Linked DNA regions of Zea mays: all the other regions are linked to region 1. A link is a contact called in public Hi-C data. All regions are on one chromosome and are shown on one strand. The core of a region is the stretch at or near the end of the contact, and the rest is flanking DNA. Distances in the headings are between cores, read along the strand shown.

The links. Hi-C and Micro-C count contacts between places; a contact is called where the count stands out from the background.
Region 2: a Hi-C map of ear shows a contact between it and region 1, with 1.8 times the contacts expected there. The contact joins the enhancer-like site here to the promoter of LOC103628951 in region 1. A contact is called at or near these places in 3 of 25 Hi-C or Micro-C datasets (ear, leaf and leaf mesophyll).
Region 3: a Hi-C map of leaf shows a contact between it and region 1, with 6 times the contacts expected there. The contact joins the promoter of LOC100280059 here to the promoter of LOC103628951 in region 1. A contact is called at or near these places in 2 of 25 Hi-C or Micro-C datasets (ear and leaf).

The regions. Positions count from the first base shown.
Region 1 is chr6:7,498,883-7,502,622 of Zm-B73-REFERENCE-NAM-5.0, reverse strand. It overlaps LOC103628951 (glycolipid transfer protein 2), which reads left to right and starts at 1,729. Exons shown (of 5, transcript XM_008650138.3): 1 at 1,729-2,192; 2 at 3,029-3,084; 3 at 3,238-3,504; 4 at 3,691-3,740. The coding sequence starts at 1,994.
Region 2 is chr6:7,648,620-7,652,340 of Zm-B73-REFERENCE-NAM-5.0, reverse strand. It overlaps LOC100279320, which reads right to left. Exons shown (of 16, transcript NM_001152341.1): 11 at 3,701-3,721; 12 at 3,436-3,555; 13 at 3,128-3,358; 14 at 2,848-3,039; 15 at 2,640-2,751; 16 at 2,074-2,566. The coding sequence ends at 2,321. Among protein-coding and RNA genes, the nearest start is that of LOC100279320, 7.3 kb to the right of the region's middle. Within about 2 kb of position 2,375, at least 10 of the 20 cell types and tissues checked have an H3K27ac peak or open chromatin away from gene starts, as enhancers often do. A contact at or near this core is called in ear, where this site is marked.
Region 3 is chr6:7,692,201-7,696,411 of Zm-B73-REFERENCE-NAM-5.0, reverse strand. LOC100280059 reads left to right here and starts at 2,835. Exons shown (of 5, transcript NM_001152999.1): 1 at 2,835-2,943. LOC100282392 reads right to left here and starts at 1,210. Exons shown (of 8, transcript NM_001155303.2): 1 at 926-1,210; 2 at 497-632; 3 at 321-390; 4 at 146-239; 5 at 1-27. The coding sequence starts at 1,154.

The sequences.
Region 1 (3,740 bases), core at 480-2,979:
AAAAAAATGCAGCTGCTGCCAGGACACCGGTCCTAACACTATTGGCCGACCCACACATCGTCACCGTTTTGTAATAAACATGATTCGTCGATATGTACTGACAACATTGAAAACTGCAAACAGCAGAAACTGTGCTGCATCTCTTTCCTGCGATCTTATCACAGCAATGCTTAGCTAGTAAGAGTACTAGTATTTTTTTAAGACATATGGAGTAGATCCCAAGTCAATGCAACCGCTCTCGTACGTTGGGAAGCAACGCAGCCAAGCTCTCATCTCATCTCATAGGCCACATGTAAACTTGATGAGGTGATGTGATGTGATGCACATCTTGTACTATTCTAGAGCTGTTGTGATGTCGGCTGCCACTGGTTTCAAATCACAGAGAAGGTGCCGTGCAGGGAGGCACCCAGCGAGAGCATATACTACTGTATGTCTCATTGATAATCTTCTTCGAATTCTCATGCATTGCTGGTATATATATATACACACACACTCTCCATGACAGATGGCAAAACCACAGTTTTTTCCCCAATTTAATTAATTACAGTCCTAGCTAGCTAGTGTTGCTTGACTTTGCTTCGGGCAATGTGTGGCCAATCTGCCCTGGGGAGCAGATTCTGTGGGTTGGGTTCACCTGCGTACGTACTTTACCTGCGGATTTCCTTTGCCATGCACACTCCCTCAATTAACATTTTATATTTTGGTAGTAAGCTAAGGTTTTAATCTTTCACAAGTCGTGGTCTCACATACTGTCATGACGATGTCGTTCAGCTAAGAGAAAAGGAAACCCCCTTTCTGTTATACCACAACAGAAATACAAATATTTGAGCATAGAGATGAGAAGAGAGATGGAAGAATCTGTCCGACTTCGCGATACGGCTTTAACCCGGTTGCGGCTTCTACAATATTTTGTTTCTATGGATTGCAGCTGCGGGCAGCCGAACAAGATAGTTCAGTCAGCCGTCGCAGTAGTAGCTTAGCCCACTGAATCCTGATGGATCCAATTCCAAGTGTCAAATGTAACTATCAGGGTACATTTTTTTACATACATAAACTCCTGACATCAGGAACACTTCGTTTTTTTTTCCTGTGATGCACGCATGGATCTGGCCGTGGGTTAGCTTGGGCAGGAAAGGGTGTTAGAAAAGACAAGGGCCAACATCGCAATCGCAAGGCTCTGGAAGAAAGAACTGGCCAGCAATACCCAGCTTCAGTTGTTTGGTTCCAAGTTGCCAATTATTGACAAGACAAAATGTACGATGGCTATGCATCGCTGCACCAGAAAACAAGCATACATGCATGCAGCATTATCCGCTGGAGCTGTATTTAAACTGCAGGAAAGAATCTGTATTTAAACTGATTGCTACAAGGATCATTACAAAACAAGCAACGGGCCGGGACTTATCATGAGACTTGTTTAAGCCCACTGTCAGTGCAATAAACAAAATCCAGTTATGTAGAGAAGTCCAAGAATAAACGTACGGCTTTACCTTCAAGAATCTGTATATTTTTTTTCTTGGTTCAGAAAACAATCTGTATTTTTCACTGGTTGGAGTTTGGGCGTAGGTTGCCGCGAAAGCTTTCACCAACAATCATGCATATAGAAAAGGGATTATATTAGTATAACAAGTACACACAGCAATGTGTGAATGTGAATAAACAAGTCCATCCAGGCCAACTGCATCTGGCAATTAAAATCATCTCTCCCGGCCGAGTAAGGACAGGAGGCACCACCCGTTTTTTACTCTCAATAATTCCCAGTTGGCTGTTCTGACTTGACACAGAGAGGGATGCGATGAACAACACAAGACGCCGCTGTTTATTTTTTAAAGAAAAGGAAAGAAAAGAAGAAAAGGACAGAAACTAGAAGTTGACCCCATCATTTGTCCCAAGAAATGCCAGCAAATGAGCTTGCTTCCGTGTGTATAAGTAGTGGATTAGCTGAGGCTCGGGGTGGTTCAGGTGATAAGGAAAGGTAGTGGTAGGAGGATAGATGGAGAGGAAACGGAAGGAGATGGAGAAGGGCAAGTCTGAGCTGAGACTGGCCATGGAGGAGCTCCGTTTGTGCGGTTCAAGAGATGGGGCGGAGGAGGAGGAGGAGGTGCAGGTTCAGCAGGTGAAAGTGCAGGAGCAGCACAAGTCATCCACAATGGACCTCCTCTATGTCTCCAAGCAGCTCATCCATGTCCTTGGTTCGTAACTCATTATGCTCTGTCATACATATGCAAGTTCTGTACTGAAAAACAGCTCCATTTTCAGTCCAGTTATTATTTTTTTGAAAGATCCGGTTGCCCGGCTTTGATTTGTAATAAGGAGGTCTAGCGACCATTTTCAGTCTGGGTTATTTCGATCGATTGTCAGGTAGTTTCAGACTTTCAGCAGGTCTAGTGTTCTGATCAATAACCATCAATTGTTTTACCTTGTTTTGTTCATATACAGTATGTTCTTCTGAGGGGACTTTTCAGTAGATGTGATGTTATTATTCTGAATCTTGCTTTGCATTGAGCAAAGGGGAAAAAAATGGTTGTTTCTGTATGCAGGTTCTGTGTGCAGGTGTTGTGGGTCAGGTTTAGCATTCCTCAACGTGTTGTCATATATGGGATGTGACAATTTGCACACACACTTTGTGCCCTGTTGGATTCTTGGAGGGAATGGATACCTCAACTAAATAAGTGGCCAAGAGGCATTTAACCTTTTTCTGTCATGGATCATGATGCCACCAAATTGGACATGTGCTGATATATTTCTTTTAGCCTGACAGGCAGTGATCAGTGATGTAGTGCCATAGCGCTTCCCAAATGATTTCTTTTTCAGACATCATAGGGCTTGTTATTAAACCTTTTTTTTCTGTAGTGGAAGTCTTTAGTAAAATTTCCTAGAACAGTACATTGAGAAGATACAAAGTTTTGTAAAAAGCAACATATTCCATTGGCTGTTGCTTTTTCGTGTGCTACTCTCTCCACTATATATCTCTCTCTTTCTGAAAAATCAGAGTAAACTGACAAACTCTACCCTCTGTTGGATGAAGATGAGATTGGACCAACTCTGCTAGTCCTGAGGCAGGACATTCAGCAAAATGTCCAGGTAACCCACCCTTCTGCACTTAGCATGCCTGTCATCACTTTTTTTTGTACAGACTTACTCCCAAGCTGCTATACAGTTGTCAGTTGCCACCAATTCATTTGCATCTGTTCGAATCACTAACCTAGAATTGCCTCTATGATCTCCTTCCCGCAGAGGTTACAAGACCTGCATGAAAAGGACTGTTCCAAATACGCGTGCTTGACGGCGATAGTCACCGAGGAAATGGAGCAAGGGACAGCGAAGAAGACCAAGAGCTGCACCAGAGCTATCATCTGGCTGTCTAGGTCGATAAAATTCTCAAAGTACTTACTGGAGAGGCTGCTGGAGACTCCTGAGTCGAGCCTGGAAGAGATCGTGGAAGAAGCCTACGCAAATACTCTGAAGCCATGGCATGGCTGGATCTCGTCAGCTGCTTACAAGGTATATCACCTGGATACTTATTCCGCATTCCTCAGCTAGTACAGTCACATCTATTACTTTCTGGTTTGCAGATACACTTCTTTGTTGTTTACATTTGTGGTCATGCTTGCTGAGCTAAGTGTGCTACTAATTACTAGTAGGTTTGGTTTTTGCTCACTGACCTAATCTGTCGAGCATAGTTGTCAGGTAGCACTGAAGCTCATCCCGGAAAGAGAGTTCTTCGTAGCGCTGCTGAT
Region 2 (3,721 bases), core at 1,126-3,625, 150 kb before region 1:
ACATGTCCGGTGCACACCGGACAGTCCGGTGAATTTTAGCCGAGTCGCCCCTGGAATTCCCGAAGGTGAAGAGTTTGAGTCTGAGTCCCCTGGTGCACCGGACAGGTACTGTGCACTGTCCGGTGGCACACCGGACAGTCCGGTGCGCCAGACCAGGGGTGCCCTCGGTTGCCCCTTTACTCCTCTATTGAATCCAACACTTGGTCTTTTTATTGGCTAGATGTGAACCTTTTGCACCTGTATAACTTATACACTAGAGCAAACTAGTCAGTCCAATATTTGTGTTGGACAATTCAACCACCAAAATTATTTAGGAACTAGGTGTAAGCCTAATTCCCTTTCAAGGGGCAACCCCGGTGTGCGGTCGGACCCAAAACACCGACAGCAGCCGCTGCTGCTGCTCGCTCGTGTTCTTGTGCCGCGACGACCTCGGCCTCCTGCTGGCGCCGTGCACTCGAAGTGACCGAGCGTAGGGACATAGTGGGCTAGTGAGGGGTCGCTGCATGTGGAAGAGGCTGTCTCAAACGAAAGGCTGCTCGTCTGAGCAGGAGAGGAAGGAACAGTTGGAGCTCGTGCTGCCGACTGAGTGTGGGGAGAGGCGCGGGAAGGAGATGAGCAAGAGATGTTTAGGCTGCAGGATAGTTTGCCTCTGATACCAATTGTAAGTAGAGGGACTCTAACTCTTATCAAGAGGATGACACTATGAGTTGGGGCAATTTTCTGTTTATTTCCTCAAACACTACACAATGTCATACCCATCTAAGAGTTGGAGACACATATTTATAGCCCTAGAGGCTGCACTACCACACCTTCTCACACACACTACACAACAGGATTGTTCTCTAGATGCTAAAGAGACTATAGAGGGCAGTCAAAAAGCGACTGATATCCTCTAGATGCTAAAGAGATTACAGAGGACAGTCAAAAAGCGACTGCAGTCCTTTAGATGCTAAAGAGACTACAGAGGACAGTTAAAAAGCGACTGTTGTCCTCTAGATGCTAAAGAGACTATAGAGGACAGTCAAAAAGCGACTAATGTCCTTTAGATGCTAAAGAGAGTACAAAGGACAGTCAAAAAGTGAATGCTGTCCTCTAGATGCTTAAGACTTATTCCATCAATATATACATATGTTTGTTGAGAACTGAGATGAGGGTGATCATATAGAAATGGTAGATTGTTGTGATTCTTGTTGAAACAGGCAGACTCTATCTATCACTAACGATCTCGAACACTTCACCATGCATGCAGGTCTAATAGCAGGCTAAATTGCGAGATAACTCTCCTGACATAATGACCATCAGGCAGGCTTTATGCTCCGTTTGTAGCAGGCAAGAGATAGATACAGGTGATGACCACAAGCACACCCAACCCAAGAATTACTTCTGTTCCTGACTAGGCAAAGAGACAACACAAGCACGCGGATTGGCCTGGGACTCTCCGGTTCTCCTTTTCTATCGCCACAAGCTGACCTGGACCTCAGTTGGTATTAGGGCATGTACAGTGGAGAGACACCAAAACGGTTCTCCAAGCACAGGAGACAACTAAGAGACTATATTGTACAATGGAGTGTCTATAAACGTAGTCTATTAATAAATACAGAATTAAATGTATTTGTATAGCATCAGATCGATAGAACAGACGACAAATTCGTACAGTGGGAAGTGAGGCGTCTGTTGTTACTTGGTTTACGAGCCAGAGGCGTCTCTTCACGGAGAGACGGCTCTAAGATTTTTTTGCAAATAACCCCCTAAAACACCTTAAGAGCCCCCACATTAAACACCACTGTACATGCCCTTAGTCTTTTGGTGGTACACGTCTTCGTTCTTGCTGTAAGATACAAAACATGGATGGATGCAACTGAATTCAAGGCTTTTTGGGATGGACTAGCTAGCTTGGGTGGTTGGATCGATGGGGGATGTAAATTACCGTGTGTATCAGATTGATTGTTATGGTTGATTCCATATGTGTTGTATAGTACACAAAGCCTTCACTTGCTGTGCGATCGACTGAGAAAGATCGTCTCGCCCAGCTGGCTTTGGTTATTTATAGATGAATGAAATCAAACACCTGCTGCACAACAATCAACTATTATTGCCAAAGCTAATCCCAGCAGCAATACCACCTGCTGCACAACAATAAATTGCATGCACGTGTTGGAGTAATTGTTTCAGGGAAGTGTCTATAAAACACCTGCTGCTAAATACATGGAGTAATTGTTTCAGGGAAGTATCTATAAAACACAAAGGCTGGGTCGGTGAATGGCAATCTGTTGCTCTGTACAACCTTCCACAGAAGAGTAGAAGACAGAACCCCACCGGTCTACTGCGCAGCAGCACCCACAAGCAGCCTCTCATCTCCAATGATCCACCTCGTCAGCTGGCTCGGGTCCTCTGCGAGTGCTCCGCACGAAGGGATGATGCTCAGGTCCGACCCTATGACCTGGTAGTCATCCAGCGCGGCCTGCATTTCGGCCTCCACCCGTGCATCGCCGAGATCCACGCTAAGGGCCTCCGCGTAGTGCCGCTCTTTCTCAGGGTCATGCTCAAAGGGATCCATGACAGCTCCCTGCATTACCACATACATAAGTTTATGAAACTCCTGTATTCAGAACCAAGATGACAGCCATGGAGGCGCTTACCTGGCAGAGCTCAGAATAGTGCCTGTAAGCCCCGCTGTTTTCATCTCGGTCATATAGCAGTGTTCCGCCATACCAGCCATTCTCTACATCCGCTGTCGTGAATGCAAGGTACCTGCATCATATCGCAAAGAAAACGGAATTTCTAAAATCATCTACAAAGGAGCCATTTTTTTTTAAAGAGCTATAGTAGCAAATTTTATGGAGTCACCTTCTGAAAATGTCCTCCTCGCATGATTCAACTGAGGAGGATAGCCAAATTAGTTCCCCACAAAGAGACACATTTGACTCGTCTCTGTTCCCCTCGTTCACGTTTTCAACCGGGGCAACTCTTGCGGTTGAAATTGTCTCCGTATGCTTCCTTTGACCAAACAACCAGTTGGGGCTTTTAAGCTGTATCTCACTGAACCATAAATGGATCCTGTCAGAACAACATCACAAAAAATAAATTCAACCAAGAACCATATGTGACGAGGGGGTAAACCGCGTACGCTGCATCTGGTGCCATTCCAGAAGTTCCAACACCTCCACTTGGCTTTAGATCAGCGTCACAATGAAGCCTTACATTCCTTATAGAACTACATGTTCTTTCTATAAGTTTGTCGAACGAAGTAAGCTTCTTCCGTGAGAAATCCTCTTTGCATGCTGGGACAGGGCTCAATATGGTCCCAGGGTTCAATGCAGCTCCAGACCCCACGAACACATTATTTCCAGGTGCAGAACTGTGAGTTACCATCTTGTTAAGGGTATGAAAATCATTGTATCATAACAAGTGAAGCAAAGAACCACTAAAACTTGCCTCAAGTGGTAGCTATCAGACATAAGATCATCCCCAGCTGTCGTCACATGAAGATAGTAATCAGTATCCAGCTCCCAAAGAGCTGGTTTTCCTTCTTGTGGTTGAAAATACCCCAGAAATCTGATAGTACCACCAAACTAAGAATTAGTACCCCAGAAATCTGATTGCACCCATGGCACTAGACAACTCAAGAGCTGGTTCACTCACTACCTTATATGTTTAATACAGTACATCTATTATGATAAAAGCAACACGATAGACTTACAGATTTATAGCATCCTGCTTC
Region 3 (4,211 bases), core at 1,586-4,085, 190 kb before region 1:
CCATACTATACATGTACACCGGTTTCCCTGCAGATGGAGAATTTTCAGGTTACTTGAAGCAATTATACTGTGGTGTTCTCGGTAAAAAAAATACTGTGGTGTTACTGATGATGATGCATGATGTGGATCTGTTTCCTCAGGTTACCATTGCCCCTTAGAAACAGCCGTGTCTCGCCATCATAGAGTGTCCCCTTGGCACGATTATACGCGAAGAAAGACTCACACAGATCTTCTTGGCCCTGTATTAAATCAATGGGCATGAGCGTAACAAGCAAGAAAAGCACAGAAACATATGCCGTAATTCAACAAAGCTGCTCTACCTTAACGCAGTAGAAGCAGTTCCCACATGGCATTATGAAGGCGCCGACGACGTGACTTCCGACTGGGAACCTGAAACGTTTCCAGTTTCAGTCTTTCAGAGAAGTAACCCAAAACGGCACCTGATGCCTAACAGAAGCGAATTGACAGCCCAACAGATCTGTCACGTCGGCCATACCTGTTGATGATCTCAACAGGAGTGTGCGTGCCATGGTCAACCACCTCTCCAGTGATCTCATGGCCCACGACACAGGGCGTGGAGAAAGGGAGCTCGCCTTTGAGGACATGGAGATCGGAGTGACAGACCCCGCAGGCTGCACCAAGTTGGTGAACACCACCACGTTAATGTCAGACACAGATGCTAGGAATCAGATCAGTTCATCGAAACGAATCCCCCAAGACTGCAATCTGCCGCGCCGCACTCGCATGGTTGGGACTCTAGCGAACCATCAGCGGCGCGCAACCACCAAATCGAGCAGCTTTTGCATTTGGTTATCCAACAAAGCAACCTCTATCACTAGCAATCGCTGGAGTCGAGTGGCAATTCAGAATTGGAAGCGTAGCGTAGCAGCAATGTAGTGCGAGAAGAAGGGGGGAAAGGCGGGACCTTTGGTCTTGATGAGGAGCTCGCCGGCCTTGGGCCGCGGCATGCGGAACTCCTCGAGCGTGAGCGGGCGGCCGGGCTCCCAGAAGACGGCGCCGCGCATGTAGCTGGGCCCGCCCGCGACGTGGTACCCTGCGGAGGCGGCGGATGAGGAGGAGAAGGAGCGGCGGAGGAGCGCGCCGCCGATCCGGCGGAGGAGGGCGCGCGAGGAGGAGGAAGCGGACATGGCCATGGCCTAGACCAACTGAACTGAACTGAACTGTAGGGGGTGGGTGGATGGAGCAGTCAACCAACCAAAGCTTCCCTTCATTGGAGTGTGCGACTCGGCCGCTTTGTCATCAATGGATTTGGACTGACGGAGTGACGGGGATGTGGATGCGACAATGGTTTCTGCCGATTTTTTACTTGGAAGGAAAAGTTCATGTAACTTAAAAAAAGAGAAGTCCTTCGTGTACCACTCATCCATACGAATGGAGTATGAGTGTACGAACAACGTTAATCTACCGTTGTTGTTGTTGTCCTTATTTTAAACTAATAAATCATAGACTACTAGACGGCCTTACTTGTATTTGAGTCTATCAATAAAGTCATGTATAGCAACGCTCTACAAAAAGTATGCATACAAATATCCACAAAAGTCTATTTGACTACCTCGTGTAGATTTATGGAAACTCTCTAGTAAATCACGGTCATGTCTACAAATTAGATCATGATCTAACAAACTAAGGATTGTTTAATTTACTGTCTAACTTGCCACGATTTGTCACATCTAAATTTAGCCAAATTTGATCAAATTGGTCATGTGTTTGGTTTGAAACCATAGTTGTAGCAACATTTTTTTCCTGCTACATAGATCTTACTCGTCAATGACTGGTAAAAGTATGGCAAGATTCTTTTAGACATGGCAAATTGTGGCGTAGAATTTGAACGCCTAACCTTAGTCACATTAGTCAAGTGTGGCGTAAAATTGCGTGGCAAGTTTTGGCACCATAGATATAGAACCAAACAACCCTTAACTATGTGTTTGGCTGCATGTATTTGCTGGTGCTTACATGATGGGATGTAATGAGCTGGTGTTTGGTTGTTGTTAACCAGGCTCTACGCGTGCGAGGTGTATGTTTGGTTACCTACGTATAGAGTGAAACCAGACTCGCACGGTACTTAAAGCACTCTAGACCAGGCTCTATAGACGCGAGCAAATTGGTCGTATCCCTGGAGCCAGATTCCCGCAGTCCTGGCTCATGCAGCCAGACTACAGAGAGAAGCAAACAGGCTATAAGAGACTCGCTTGCACATTTACACATAAGATCTCGCCGTCCTGGCTCATGCAGCCAGACTACAAGGAGAAGCAAACGGCTATAAGCATATTTACACATAAGATCTGATTGAATATTAGGTATTGCCTAGTTGCACTCAAAATGAGCAATATCCCATCATTCACGAACATATCCTCTTGCTGTTTTTTTTTTTTTTTTTTTTGCATCGTTGGAAGTTGACTGGTGGACGAACTCCGCGCCGCCGCCGTCCTGGATGACGCCGCACGCACGAGGTGCAAGTGCAAACGACCGCGTCCGAGTCCGGATCCGCCACCACCGCGCCCTCGCCGCACTACAGGCACGTGGAGCCCATCGGCGGTGAGCCGGAGGCTGGAGCACGCGCGGCGGTGGCGGCAGCGGCTGCGCTTGCGGCGGAAGGAACGGGGTGGGGATTCGAATCGAAGGAGCAGCGGCGATCTACTGTTCCCTTGTATTATGCCCGCAACTTTACTTCTCAAAGCCAAAGGTGTGCTGCCCACCCTGGCCTCCCCTTCTCCCCCGTCCCGTCCCCCCTCACCTCTCCTCTTTCTGCTAAAAAAAAATACTCTCCTATACTATACTAGTGCCAAATTGCTTCTGCATTCTCTTCCCTTCCTGCATTTCCTCCTCTGTCTCATCGGGGACCCCTGTCCCTCGTGGCGACGGCCGGTCGACCGCCGCTGCCGAGGACTTCGCCGGCGACGACCACCCCCACGCCCACTACATGTACGCTTGCCCGCCCCACCCCGTCTCTTCCCTTTCACTCCCTGCCGTGCGTTAGCGGAACCGGCCACCTAAACCCTAGCTGGATCTGATCTAATCAAGAGCCTGTACGCTCGTGTATTATGCCTACTGATTTGCTTTATATATTTTTTTTCTTTTGTTGTTGATGCAAAAATTACCGGGGTATGCACTACCGTGTCCGCTGCGTGCCCCTGATTCGGCGGATCAGTCAGTTGAGGCTGATCGCGCGATTAACCGCGCCGATCGTCGCTCCTGGAGCTAGCGCTCGCCATATGTTTTCAAGGCCTTGTTGTTCTAATCAGTAATCGTACAGCCTCGGCATGGCAAAGTGACCACCGGCTGTGCTATTTTTATGTATATATGTACGTTATCGTTACCAAATTCGATTTAAGTGGGAGAAATGCTCACTGTTAGTTTCACTCGTGATGCACGTTATGCTCCCCCTACCGCTCTCAGTAATTTGCCACTTAAAATCTACTACAGTATGTTATTTGTTCATGGACACAACAGTAGGTGCACCTGTTGCCTCTGAACCTCACATCATCTGTCCAATGTTTCTTTGCTGCACATCATCTGTCCCCACTTGTGTAGCATATATAAATTAAGTAATGAATGAATTCATGTTTTTGAGGTTGAACATTAGTTTCAAAAATAAAATACAGGTCGTTGGGAGACAGAACCATTGTGTCTCACTCTGAACTACATATACGACCTTACAATGCAGAGCTACCTGTTTATTGCGTTGCATATTCTGCAGACCGTTCAGCCAGAAAATCATGAAGAAGCCGGCGCCTTTTTTCTTGATTAAGCACCACACACGACTAGCCATCCTTTGAAATATAAAAAATATCAGTCAGATACTTTGCAGCTCCTTTCCTTCATACCAGTAGCCATATAAGTATAATTGTCTTTTGACTTGAGTGATTCGAGTAGCTGTATTCTGGCTAAAACATTTTGCTTGATTGTTTTATGCCACCTATGTTCCTCTCGCCCCAAGGGCAAGAGGGAGCACCTAGTCAGCGCTCGTAACGTATTTCTTGTGGTTTTGCTGGTTGCCTGGCCCTTTATCCTTTGATCAAATATGTGAGATGGTTCATTGTTCGATTAGGGACTACAAATTGGAACTTCACCATTAGTTTATATCTCTGAGACATTACACCATTAGGTCATACATCTGCATTAGTTCTTTTTACATTTTCCTCTATTCTGTCCTACTATTTTGTCAGGTTGAATTTTATCATCTGGCTAAA